2 separate regions of the Triticum aestivum genome follow, and region 2 is linked to region 1. A link is a contact called in public Hi-C data. All regions are on one chromosome and are shown on one strand. The core of a region is the stretch at or near the end of the contact, and the rest is flanking DNA. Distances in the headings are between cores, read along the strand shown.

What was found. Hi-C and Micro-C count contacts between places; a contact is called where the count stands out from the background.
Region 2: a contact with region 1 is called in a Hi-C map of leaf, with 5 times the contacts expected there. The contact joins two enhancer-like sites. A contact is called at or near these places in 2 of 5 Hi-C or Micro-C datasets (both in leaf).

The regions. Positions count from the first base shown.
Region 1 is chr2B:648,521,405-648,526,845 of IWGSC CS RefSeq v2.1, forward strand. No RefSeq gene overlaps it. Among protein-coding and RNA genes, the nearest start is that of LOC123046488, 10 kb to the left of the region's middle. Within about 2 kb of position 3,412, at least 4 of the 8 cell types and tissues checked have an H3K27ac peak or open chromatin away from gene starts, as enhancers often do. A contact at or near this core is called in leaf, where this site is marked.
Region 2 is chr2B:648,803,346-648,808,786 of IWGSC CS RefSeq v2.1, forward strand. No RefSeq gene overlaps it. Among protein-coding and RNA genes, the nearest start is that of LOC123046490, 10 kb to the right of the region's middle. Within about 2 kb of position 3,241, at least 8 of the 8 cell types and tissues checked have an H3K27ac peak or open chromatin away from gene starts, as enhancers often do. A contact at or near this core is called in leaf, where this site is marked.

The DNA of each region.
Region 1 (5,441 bases), core at 2,162-4,661:
GAAAAGCCAACATCTGTGGTTCTTGTCTTGGTGTCATGGACATGTGCTCAAAGTTCCATAGGCATTCATTAAAATATCCTATAACTAGCCAGGGGAGATCCGATGACGAGTACAAGTACTGCATCTTTTCCCACATGAAGTGCCTATTCTCCACCCGAGGTTCCCCATACACAAAAGTCACTCTCCACTGTTCAGCATCAGCATGCAAGCGCACTGTTATATCAATATCTCTCTCGTCCTTATCAAGGATATCAACCAGGCAATTTTCATGCCAAAATAATGCAAGACCACCACTTAGTCCATTACAGTCCACGCACTCAAAACCTTTCAGGCCAAGACGACCTCTTAGTCTCTTCAACCTCTCTTCCTTTTGCCTGGTTTCACACAAGAACACCAAACTTGGGGAATGCGACTGTACAAGCGTCGCTATTTCACGAACTGTCAGGGTATTCCCCCCTCCCCGGCAGTTCCAGTTTAACACGTTCATTGTCCCCGGCGGCCCTCCATGTCGGAGGCCGCCTCGGACGCCACATCCATATCCACATTCTCGCCGTTATCTCCCTGCTTTCTCCTTTTCACGATCTGAACTTTTCCTGGAGTATTAGATGGACCAGTTTCCGCTCCCTCCGATGAGCTACCACCTTCCAACATAAGAACGGTGCTCGAAACCTTGCCAGCTAGGTTCGGCACCGGCTGTCCACGAACACAAACTGTACCATCGCTATTTATTAGGCGTTTATGAACCAGGCGAGTATCATCATCACCCAGGCTATGCTGCTGCATCGCCCTACCTCCGACAAACGTGTTCGAGGGTGCATCATCAACTCCCTGTCCCTTCATATGCACTGCAGTTCTACCTCGACCCCGTGTTTCTCCTCTACCTCCAGCTCCTTCCCTATTAGCAAAACCAGCTCCACCTCTACCCCTCCCTCCCGCTGCGCTCCTTCCTCCTCGACCACTTCCCGCTCCACCTACAGGCTGCTCATTACTCCAATGCAATCAGTCACCCCATTCACACTCCGATAGTGCGTGCACTCCATCTCCACACTCCTCAACCACATGACCCATGCATCCACAGAAATAGCAAAAGTCTGGCAATTTCTCATAACTAACAGGGTACCTCTTGAATTCTTTCAAAGTGATCGGTACAAATCTTACCTGAGGTTTATGAACATTAACAAAAACCCTAACCCTTAAGAAACTGGATGGATTAATCCTCCCCTTGTTGACCGCAACAGTGAAGGGCGGCTTACCCACCTTCTTAGCTACCTTCTCGGCTAGCTCTTTCTTCCTCGTAAGGCCATCTCGCAAGCCTTTTATTCTAGCCCATAAGGGATACATATCCAAAGCATACTCCGCAACATTTGTAAAGCCATCATATTCCACAATGACGACCGGATCTCTCCGAAATTGCCATGGCCTTCCTTCCATCACCCGCTTCCAATCCCCCAAGCAATGGCACTGAGCTAGGAAGAGATTAGGACCTTTGATGTTAAACGTTACTCCTTGCGCACACGACCACGCGTTCCTCAATGAGTTTAGCAGCGCCGCATGACTAAACGGCCTCATCGTATGAACCCTAAATAGGCATAACCATCGAACCTCCTTGATCAGTTCTTCCACTTCCCCAGACAGATCCATATCTTCCTCCTCCTCTCCATGAAGTTTTAAACCTTCGAACGCATCCTCAAGGGCCGGATCATGAGCCATGTTATCCCAATCTTCATCATCCTCCTGGCTGAGATCTGCCACAACCTCCTCCCTCGCTTCCTCAGCCGGTTTGTCCATGATCAGACCCCCGGTCGATAGGCCTCCATCACGTAACCCATCCCCATCTGTCCTCCCGTCTATATGCCCTAATCCCGCCAGGCCTCCCTTCGTTCCCTCTTCCTCCTTCTCAAGCATCGGATCCTCCATGGTGTCGGCTCTCGATCTCGCTCTAGGCCTATCAATCCCGGGGGGAACCCAGCGATCGGCGGTAGGGTTTATTGGTGGACTCCGGCGCCGCCGCCAGAGGAAGAGGTGGACTCTAGGAAAACCCTAGAGGAAAAAACTATTGCATCTCGTAAGTATAAAACACTTCAAACATAATAAAAAATTGCATCGACGCCTTTGAACCACCGAACGACTAATGTTGTTGTTAGAATGAGCAGTTGTCCCAGCCTGACTTTGTTGATGATAACTGAAAAGTCTTCATGCATGTGCCACTAAGGACCAGTGCCCGGAGTTGTAGTCATCACCGTTGAATCCCTGAATTGATCTTGTGGAACCCAAACCTCGCCGCATCGAGAAGCTGACAGGAATCTACGTCGGACCTCCGACTAATCTATCCCACCAGACGAACTTAAGGAAGAAGCGTCGCCGTCCGTCCGAGCCTGTCCTTACGAGGACTAAAAAAACCCTAACCTATCTTCTAGTTGGAGCCGAGGCATCAGGATTCTCCTTTCCTACCAGTGATGGGCAGAGAAAAGTTGAATCCACGGACTTGTCGTCGAAGATCGAGGGGAGGAAGACTGTATCCTAGTCATCTTGTGAGATTCAGACAACTAGCAGGTTCGGCGGCGCCCCTCATTTATCTCCTCCGGTTTTCTTTCCTCCCGTAACGCATGTGTTTCTCTGTCGGTTTTCTGCTTGATTTTTTTTGCTGGTTTACCTTTTATTTGGTTGTTTTTTTCGTTTTTTTCATTTTATGGTTTTTTAATAATGAGAATTTATTAATTTCGTGAAGAGTCTTTAATTTCCTCTAATAATTTTTAAAAACTTAAAATTCATAAAACATTTTTTATGAAACTCATGAACAAAATTTTAAATTCATGAAGACTCTTTAAGAAATGGTATTTTTTTAGAATAGACAACTTTTTAAATAATCTTATCTGCAAAAAAAGAAGTAGTGGTTTTTCGCGAGCGCGGCGCCGCAACCTGGAGAAGCGAGATCGCCGGGCGACGCCCCGTCGCCCCGATGGCTGGCACCAGCACGGCCGCACGGGTGTCGGGTGGTCGCGCCTCTCCGCCGTGCGCGCGAGGAAATCGCAGCGCCTTCGACGTGTCGTTCATCCCCGATGGAAGAAGGGAAAACCTGTCGGCTAACCACGCGGACATATTCTTCCCGCAAAAAACACACGCACGCACGCACAAGCACACATATTCGCCCGAATCTGCATGGCGTGCACTGCTGCCCCGCCGTCGCGTGCACCACTGTCTCGTCGGCTTGGGTGGGGGGCACGAGCACGACCACGGACCACCACCACCACGCGACGCACCTTGTTTCCAGAGACGTGGGGGCAAGCGAGGAGCAGGTTCGGCGCCGCCGCGCGCCGCTGCTCGATCCGATCCACCGGGCCTACGTGCTTTTGCCAGCAAGCTCGTGGTCCGGCGGTTAATTTATTCCGCCGGGCGCCGCCTGATCCAAAGCCGCCGGTGCCTGCCCTCTGCGGGCCCGCGACGACGCGTGCCCGTCCCTGTATGGCTGGCTCACGTTCAGAGCCGGAAAAAAAGGCAGCGTTCTTCGCCCAAGCACTTGAGTTGATGCCTACCGACGCGCGGCAAGGCGAGAGCCGCCGTTTCCATTTCGCCACTGCCTTTCCGCTCAAAAGTCACCGTGCTCTTGCGGGGTGCAAGCAATATCGGCATTCGGCAAACTGAATGCGAAACGTCGCCTATTTTGTGGAATATTCAGCGCCCACAGGATTGGTTTCCAAAAGAGAGACAACCATATAAACAATACTAGCCATAATGGAGAGTAACATACACATATCCCTAGACTATGTTACTACCTCAATAGTGGATAGTAACATAAGTGTGGTAACATGCAAAACTTCATTTATTAGGTTATAGACTCATATTGCATTGGGACATGTGATGTTACAGTAACTAGCTAAGTTACTAGTACTACATCTCTCCTCATTAACTCACTGCCACATAAGCAAATTTGCTGAGTTGGACTCGATGTTACTACCGAAGTTACTCCCACTGTGGCTAGTCATAGTGGGGAGTAACTTAGAGTAGTAACATGCATACGTTACTACTCTATGTTACTACCCTTATAGTGAGAAGTGTCATATGTCTAGTAACATATACATGTTTATTTATTGTTTTATAGACTCATTTTACATTGAAAAGCGCTATGTGATGGTAACATATTAGGTTACTCTATTTGCCTCTCTCCTCATTAACTACTTGCCACATTAATATTTTTGCTTATGTGGCATCTATGTTACTATCCATGTTACTCCCACTATGAGCAGCCTAACTATTACTGCTCGGCTAAAAGAAAACTACTTCTAGCTTTATGCATGTATGCATCTTGACTTGGTTAGCATCGACCGAACTAACGTTACAGCAAGCAAGGCTCCTCCGGAAAGAAGAGGAAACCACTAGCTTGCCACTTGATTCCTGGGCAAAACCGATCGAAGCTGCAATTCCGTCAACAACTACTGCTGCCGTCTTCTCATCGGATCAACTCAAGTAATAGGAGTAGTAAAGCTGATACGATATGCTCGCTTGCTTGCTTGCTTGCTAGAGAATCCATCCAGCCGCAGCAAAACAGTCATCGATGGAGCAGGCTTTGCAAAAATCCAACCGTGAACTGCTCCTCGCGGCCGGGCAATGGCACCGGCAGACCGCGACCGCGAGTATATACAGAAGCACACAGGGACGCACGCGTCGATCATGTGTAGAACTCGGCGGAGTGGGGAGGTCAGCTTTGCCGCGTTCCGAAGGAAGCTCGTAGGGCGACAGACGGGAAGGCGCGCTAGGATGTGCGTGCGTGGTCGGCTGTTGCGGTTGCGTTGCAGCGTGGGAGAGCACGAGCGCGCGACCGCTGACCCTGTGCCCACTGCACTGCCTGCCTGGCGAGTGGCGACGCGACGCGATTGCTCTCCGCTCCGTCCGCGCGCCGTGTGTATGTACGTGCGGACTCGTTCCTACCTCTACCGGCCCTGTTTTGACGGAGACAGACCCTCCTTCACGCGCGTCGTCGCGGCCTTTCAAGGGCGCGTTTGGTTGCCCGTATTTGGGCCAGCCATACCCACGCGAGATTAAATCGGTGTGTTTGGTTCACCTGCATACACTGTTCGCCCTGCATTGCACAAACTATAAAGCACCCCGAGCTAGGCCGTGAGCTCATCAAATAGACAATTTCTCGCAAGCCAAACCGAGCGAAGCCACAACAAGCGCAGTGGATGAGCCCCTTGCACCAGAGGAGGCTCGAGGGATGCGAGCTCTGTAGGAGCTTCTTCTTCCACCTCCACTAACATCCTCCCTAATCTCCTTTCTTCCTTCTTACTTCTAATCTACACAACGATGCTTCAATTTGAAATAAGCTCTACACGAAAAAGATGCACAACAATGTGACGGGTTCCATTTTTGCGATCCATTTCTAGTTTCGTCGCCCGTAAATGCTCAATTTTGTGTTCATGTTAGGAACTATTTTGGACGAATCT
Region 2 (5,441 bases), core at 1,991-4,490, 280 kb after region 1:
TCCCAGTCTTGATCCATGCCAACCCAACAAACACCTTCGGAGTTACATGTAGATCATCTTTATGATCACCCGGTTACGAAGTAACGTTTGATAACACACAAGGTATTCCTCCAGTATCCGGGAGTTGCATGATCTCATGGTCGAAGGAACCGATACTTGACATGAAGAAAACTATAGCAAATAACTTAAACGATCTGATGCTAAGCTTACGGTTGGGGATAGTCCATCACATCGTTCTCCTAATGATGTGATCCCGTTATCAAATGACAACTCATGTCTATGGTTTGGAAACCTTAACCATCTTTCATCAACAAGCTAGTCTAGTAGAGACATACTAGGGACACGGTTTAGTTTATGTATTCACACATTATTTAAGTTTTCGGTCGATACAGTTTTAGCATGAATAATAAACATTTATCACGAACGGAAAATATGACAATAACTACTTTATTATTGCCTCTAGGGCATATTTCCAACAGTCTCCCACTTGCACTAGTGTCAATAATCTTGTTAACATCCCCATGTGATTAACACCCAATCAGTTCTGAGATTCGATCATGTTTTGCTTGTGAGAGAGGTTTTAGTCAACGGGTCTGTAACATTCAGATTTGTGTGTACTTTGCGAATCTCTTTGTCATATTATAGATGCTGCTACCATACTCCACTTGGAGCTATTCCAAATGACTGCTCCACTATGCGCGTCCGGTTCACGACTCGGGGTCATCCAGGTCGGTGTCAAAGCTTGGATCAAAGTAACCCTTTACGACGAACTCTTTATCACCTCCATAACCGAGAAACATTTTCTTAGTCCTCTTTAGATACCTAAGGATAAATTTTGACCGCTATCCAGTGATCCACTCATGGATCACTCTTGTACCCCCTTGCCAAACTTATGGCAAGACACACATCAGGTCTGGTATACAGCATGCCATACATTATAGAGCCTATGGCTCAGGCATAGGGGATGACCTTCATCCTTTCTCTTTCTTCTGTCGTGGTCGAGCTTTAAGTCTTACTCAACTTCACACCTTACAATACAGGAAATAACTCCTTCTTTGACTGGTCCATTTTGAACTCCTTCATATGTGCTCTGTGAAAGTCTAATCAGGTGTCCTGATCTATCTCTATAGATCTTCATACCCAATATGTAAGCAGTTTTATCCAGGTATTCCTTTGAAAAACTTCTTTCAAACAACCCTTTATGCTTTCCAGAATTTCTACATCATTTTCAGTCAACAATACGTCATCCACATATACTATCAGAAATGCTATAGAGCTCCCACTTAGTTTCTTGTAAATAAAAACTTCTCCACAAACTTGTATAAAGCCATAACTCTTTGATCACCTCATCAAAGTACTCTGAGATGCTTGCACCAGTCCAAAGATGGATCACTGGAGCTTGCGTTCCTTGTTAGCATCCTTAGGATCGACAAAAACCTTCTGGTTGCATCATATACAACTCTTCTGTAAGGAATCCGTTAAGGAACGATGTTTTGACGTCCATCTACCTGATTTCATAATCATAGTATGCGGCAATTGCTAACATAATTCTAACAGACTTAAGCATCGCTACGGGTGAGAAAGTCTCATCGTAGTCAACTCCTTGAATTTGTCGGAAACCCTTTGCGACAAGTCGAGCTTTATAGACGATGACATTACCATCAATGTATGTCTTCTTCTTAAAAGATCTATTTATTCTCAATGGCTTGTCGATCATCGGGCAAGTCCACCAAAGTCCATACTTTGTTCTCAAACATGGATACTGTCTCGGATTTCATGGCCTCAAGCCATTTGTTGGAATCCGGGTTCATCATAGCTTAGTCATAGTTCGTTGGTTCGCCGTTGTCTAACAACATGACTTCCAGGACTAGAATACCATACCACTCTGGTGCAGAGCGTACCCTGGTCGACCCATTAAGTTCAGCAGTAACTTGATCCGAAGTATCATGATCATCATCCTTAGCTTCCTCTTCGGTTGGTGTAGGCATCACCAGAACTACTTTCTATGATGTGCTACCTTTCTGTTTTTGGCATCTATTGAAAATGCTCTATTTTTTTGTTTAAGATTACGCCTAGGCGTATCGTATTTTTATGGAAAACATTTATTTTCAATCGGCTGATAATAGCTACGCATAAGTCGCTTCGCCCTAACAACGTGTGTCCCGCGTGGCGTGGTCCCGTGCACACCTTATCCTCCCCGCGTGCCCTCGTCCTCCTCCGCTGAAATTTTATCCCGTCCTTTAAATCCCCACCGCCTTCTACCGACGGAGGAACAACAAGCTACCACTGACCACCGGCCCGTCGTCACCGGCAGCAGCCACCACTGCAGGAGCCAACCCAACCGCTGTTGCGGGCACCACCAGTTGGTACAACTGCTCCACTTACTTCTTCTCTTTTTTCTCGTCACGGGCACATCAGCTGTTGCGATCCCACGATCTCGCTGTCGATGATGGAACGCGGATCAGCGGCGGAGCTGCAGTGCAGCAAGCCACATGCGACCCGTAGAGTCGGAGCTGTCAGCGCTGCGTTGGAGCTCCACCGAGACTACAATGGAGCTCGGCCGGAGTTGCAATGGAGCTTCGTCGAAGCCGTCAGCATTGCGTTTGAGCTCCGTCGGTGCTGCAATGGAGCTCGACAGGAATTGCAATGGAGCTTCGCCGGAGCCGTCGGTGCTGCGTTGGAGCTCTGTCGGGGTTGCAATGGAGCTTCGCCGGAGCATCAGTGCTGTGTTGAAAAATCGTGACCGTGTGGGTCGAAAAATCGTGACAGGTCAGTGACCGTGCCGCCCGGGCGTTTGAGGAGTGTTTGGGGCAGCCAGGCCGTAGATGGTCTAAGGTGTCTCAAATTACAATTTCTTTGGGACCGACGGCTGTTTTTGGCATCTATTGGAAGATGCTCTGTGAACAGCCAAAATGGTTTGCGTGTACGTACCAAACCGTGCAACGAAGTTGGTTTTGCTCTAGGACGCAGCTCTCTCGGCGTTGGCGTCATATGGCACTCACACATCCTCCAGCGCCCCTGGAGCGTCCACGTCCTCCACCGCAGCGGATCACGGTACCGCTCGCCGCCCGCCGCGGTGGGTGGGCGCCGGATTGCGTCACGTCCCCGAACCCCGCACACCGGCACGCAGATCCCCACAAGTCCACCGCCCCGCGTCGCCCACCGCAGGTTTTCACACCGTCCGTCCGTGCCCGTGTCGCGCTCCCCGCGCCTCGCGGATCGCGCGCGCGCGTCCACCGTTGCGGCGTCCACATGTCAGCCTGGTCGAGCACCGCAGGCAGGCGGCCAGACGGGTGGAGACGGGCACGACTGGGGGGCGGCGGGCGGACGTGGGGCCCAGCCCGGCCGTGTGGCGGTGGGCCCCCCGGGGTTCCCCGTTCCACACGCGTGTGCGCCCGGCCGCCGCTCGGCCAGTGGATGGGATGGGATATCCGCACTTGTTTATGTTTTGATTGATAGTGGGGCGTGGATCGGCGGCCGGCGCCACGCAGGGCCCGCCGTGACGTCGCCGTTTCCCCGTTCGCCGTAGCTTTCCGCTCCGGCGCGCTGTGCGGTCGCTCGCGGACCCGATTCGCTTTTTGTCTGACCGTGGCTCTACGCCGACAGGCCTCTTTTACACCTGCAAGGCTGCAAACTGCCACCGACCGACGACGGGTGGTTGGGCGGGCTCCCTTGGCCCTGACCGACCGAATCGGTCGATTGGCTTGGGCTGCCGCTCCACATCGTCGTAAAGCTACGAAGCGTTCGATTTTCTGGTCGGCCTCGTAGAGTAGAAGCTTCAGGAGTTGGAGGGCTTCCGAACGATCCAGGGCTTCGGAACGGGAAACAGAAATTCAAAATTTTGAATATGGATGGATGGACTCTCCCTCTCGCTGCCGGTGATTTGACGCCAAGAGCGATTGGATTGGATTGGATGATGAGACGATCGAACACCCAACATAGGAACTAATCATTTTTCCAATCAGAACCTTATTTTAATTTTTTTTCAAAACGGAGGCAAAGATTGTCTCATCTATTAAATAAGCAGAAGAGAATTGCCCAATTAATTACGGAAAACCGGGCAAAAACCGAAACAACAAGGGCCAAGCCCATTCCCATAGACTGAAACACACAGGGCAAAGCCCATCCTTATCGACAACATGCCGACCTACGGCCAGACAACGCAACTCCGACTTTGACAGAGAACTCAGAAGAACGAAATCAGGCACGGCTGGCGCCACGGAAGATCGTCGAAAGGGCCACCTGCAGCCAGTCATCGTACACCACAGGGCCCCACCGCCGCATCTTCGACTCCACAGCAACAAACAAACCGAGGCAATACCGTGGACACGCCGAAGAAGAGCCGACTATCGCAACCATTGCCGCGTCGCCGACATCGCTCCCACCATCATCGTTGCCACAGAAGTCTGGCCGCCACAGTGATTCTCTCGGGGCCGCCGCCCCAACATCCACCGCTCCCTCGCGCCCAGCGCAATCAACCGGCACCGCCTTCCGGGGCCGCCGCCCCGACATATCACCACTCCCCTCGAGCAGCAACGCCGCGCAACCCGGCTGCCCGCAGCCCACACTGCTCAGGGCAACCGCTCGCAGGCCACGAACGTCACACCACATCCGGGGCCGCCGCCCCGACGTAAAGTCAGACCGCCCCCTCTAGGGCGCATCGACCAGGCCGACGACCTCGCTACCCACGCAACACCAAGCCGCCACCAAAACAATGCACAACCGCGACTTTACCCCATAGAGGCACCGTTGCATCGCTATCCGAGGCCGCCGCCTCGGCGTACATCCACCGTCCAGAGCCGCCGCCCCGGCCTCCATCACCCCGACGGCGACGCAGCTCTGCACCACTGCCATGAGACCACCACTCCACAAAGGTCATTGCTTCCAAGGCGGTGCCTCCAAGAAGGTAACGGCATAATTGCCGCCGCCGCCCGCTCCAATGGAGCTTGGGTTTTCACCCGGAAACACCAGACAGTTGCGGCAGTAGATGGACGTAGCTCCGCGATGTGCCTTCAGCAAGGAATGCAATGCTCAAGAACATCGCCAACATCGGCACCGACCCGAGAAGGTGCAAGACTTTCGCCCGGAGAATCTACTCCACTGCCGAGCCTCACGAGGTAGCCAATGACATAGGAACACAGCAAGCTGCGCAGAGTGCATCGTTGCCAACCACCAGCCCTCAACACGCCGCAGCAAAACGCCTTGCCAGATCTGCGCACCCCCGGCCACCTCCAGCCCAAACTGCTGCTCCATTGCACACACGGCCAGAGCGGTAGAAGAGTACACCACTCCGGTGGCTAGAGACCGATCTCCACGACCACCATCACAGCGCCGCTGCGTCGCCGCCCAAAAACTGCGGCTCACCGCCACCGCCGCAGCTCACCAACAGAAGAAACCTCCACCGTCGCGGCGCCGCCACGCCGCCATCCAAAAGCTGCGGC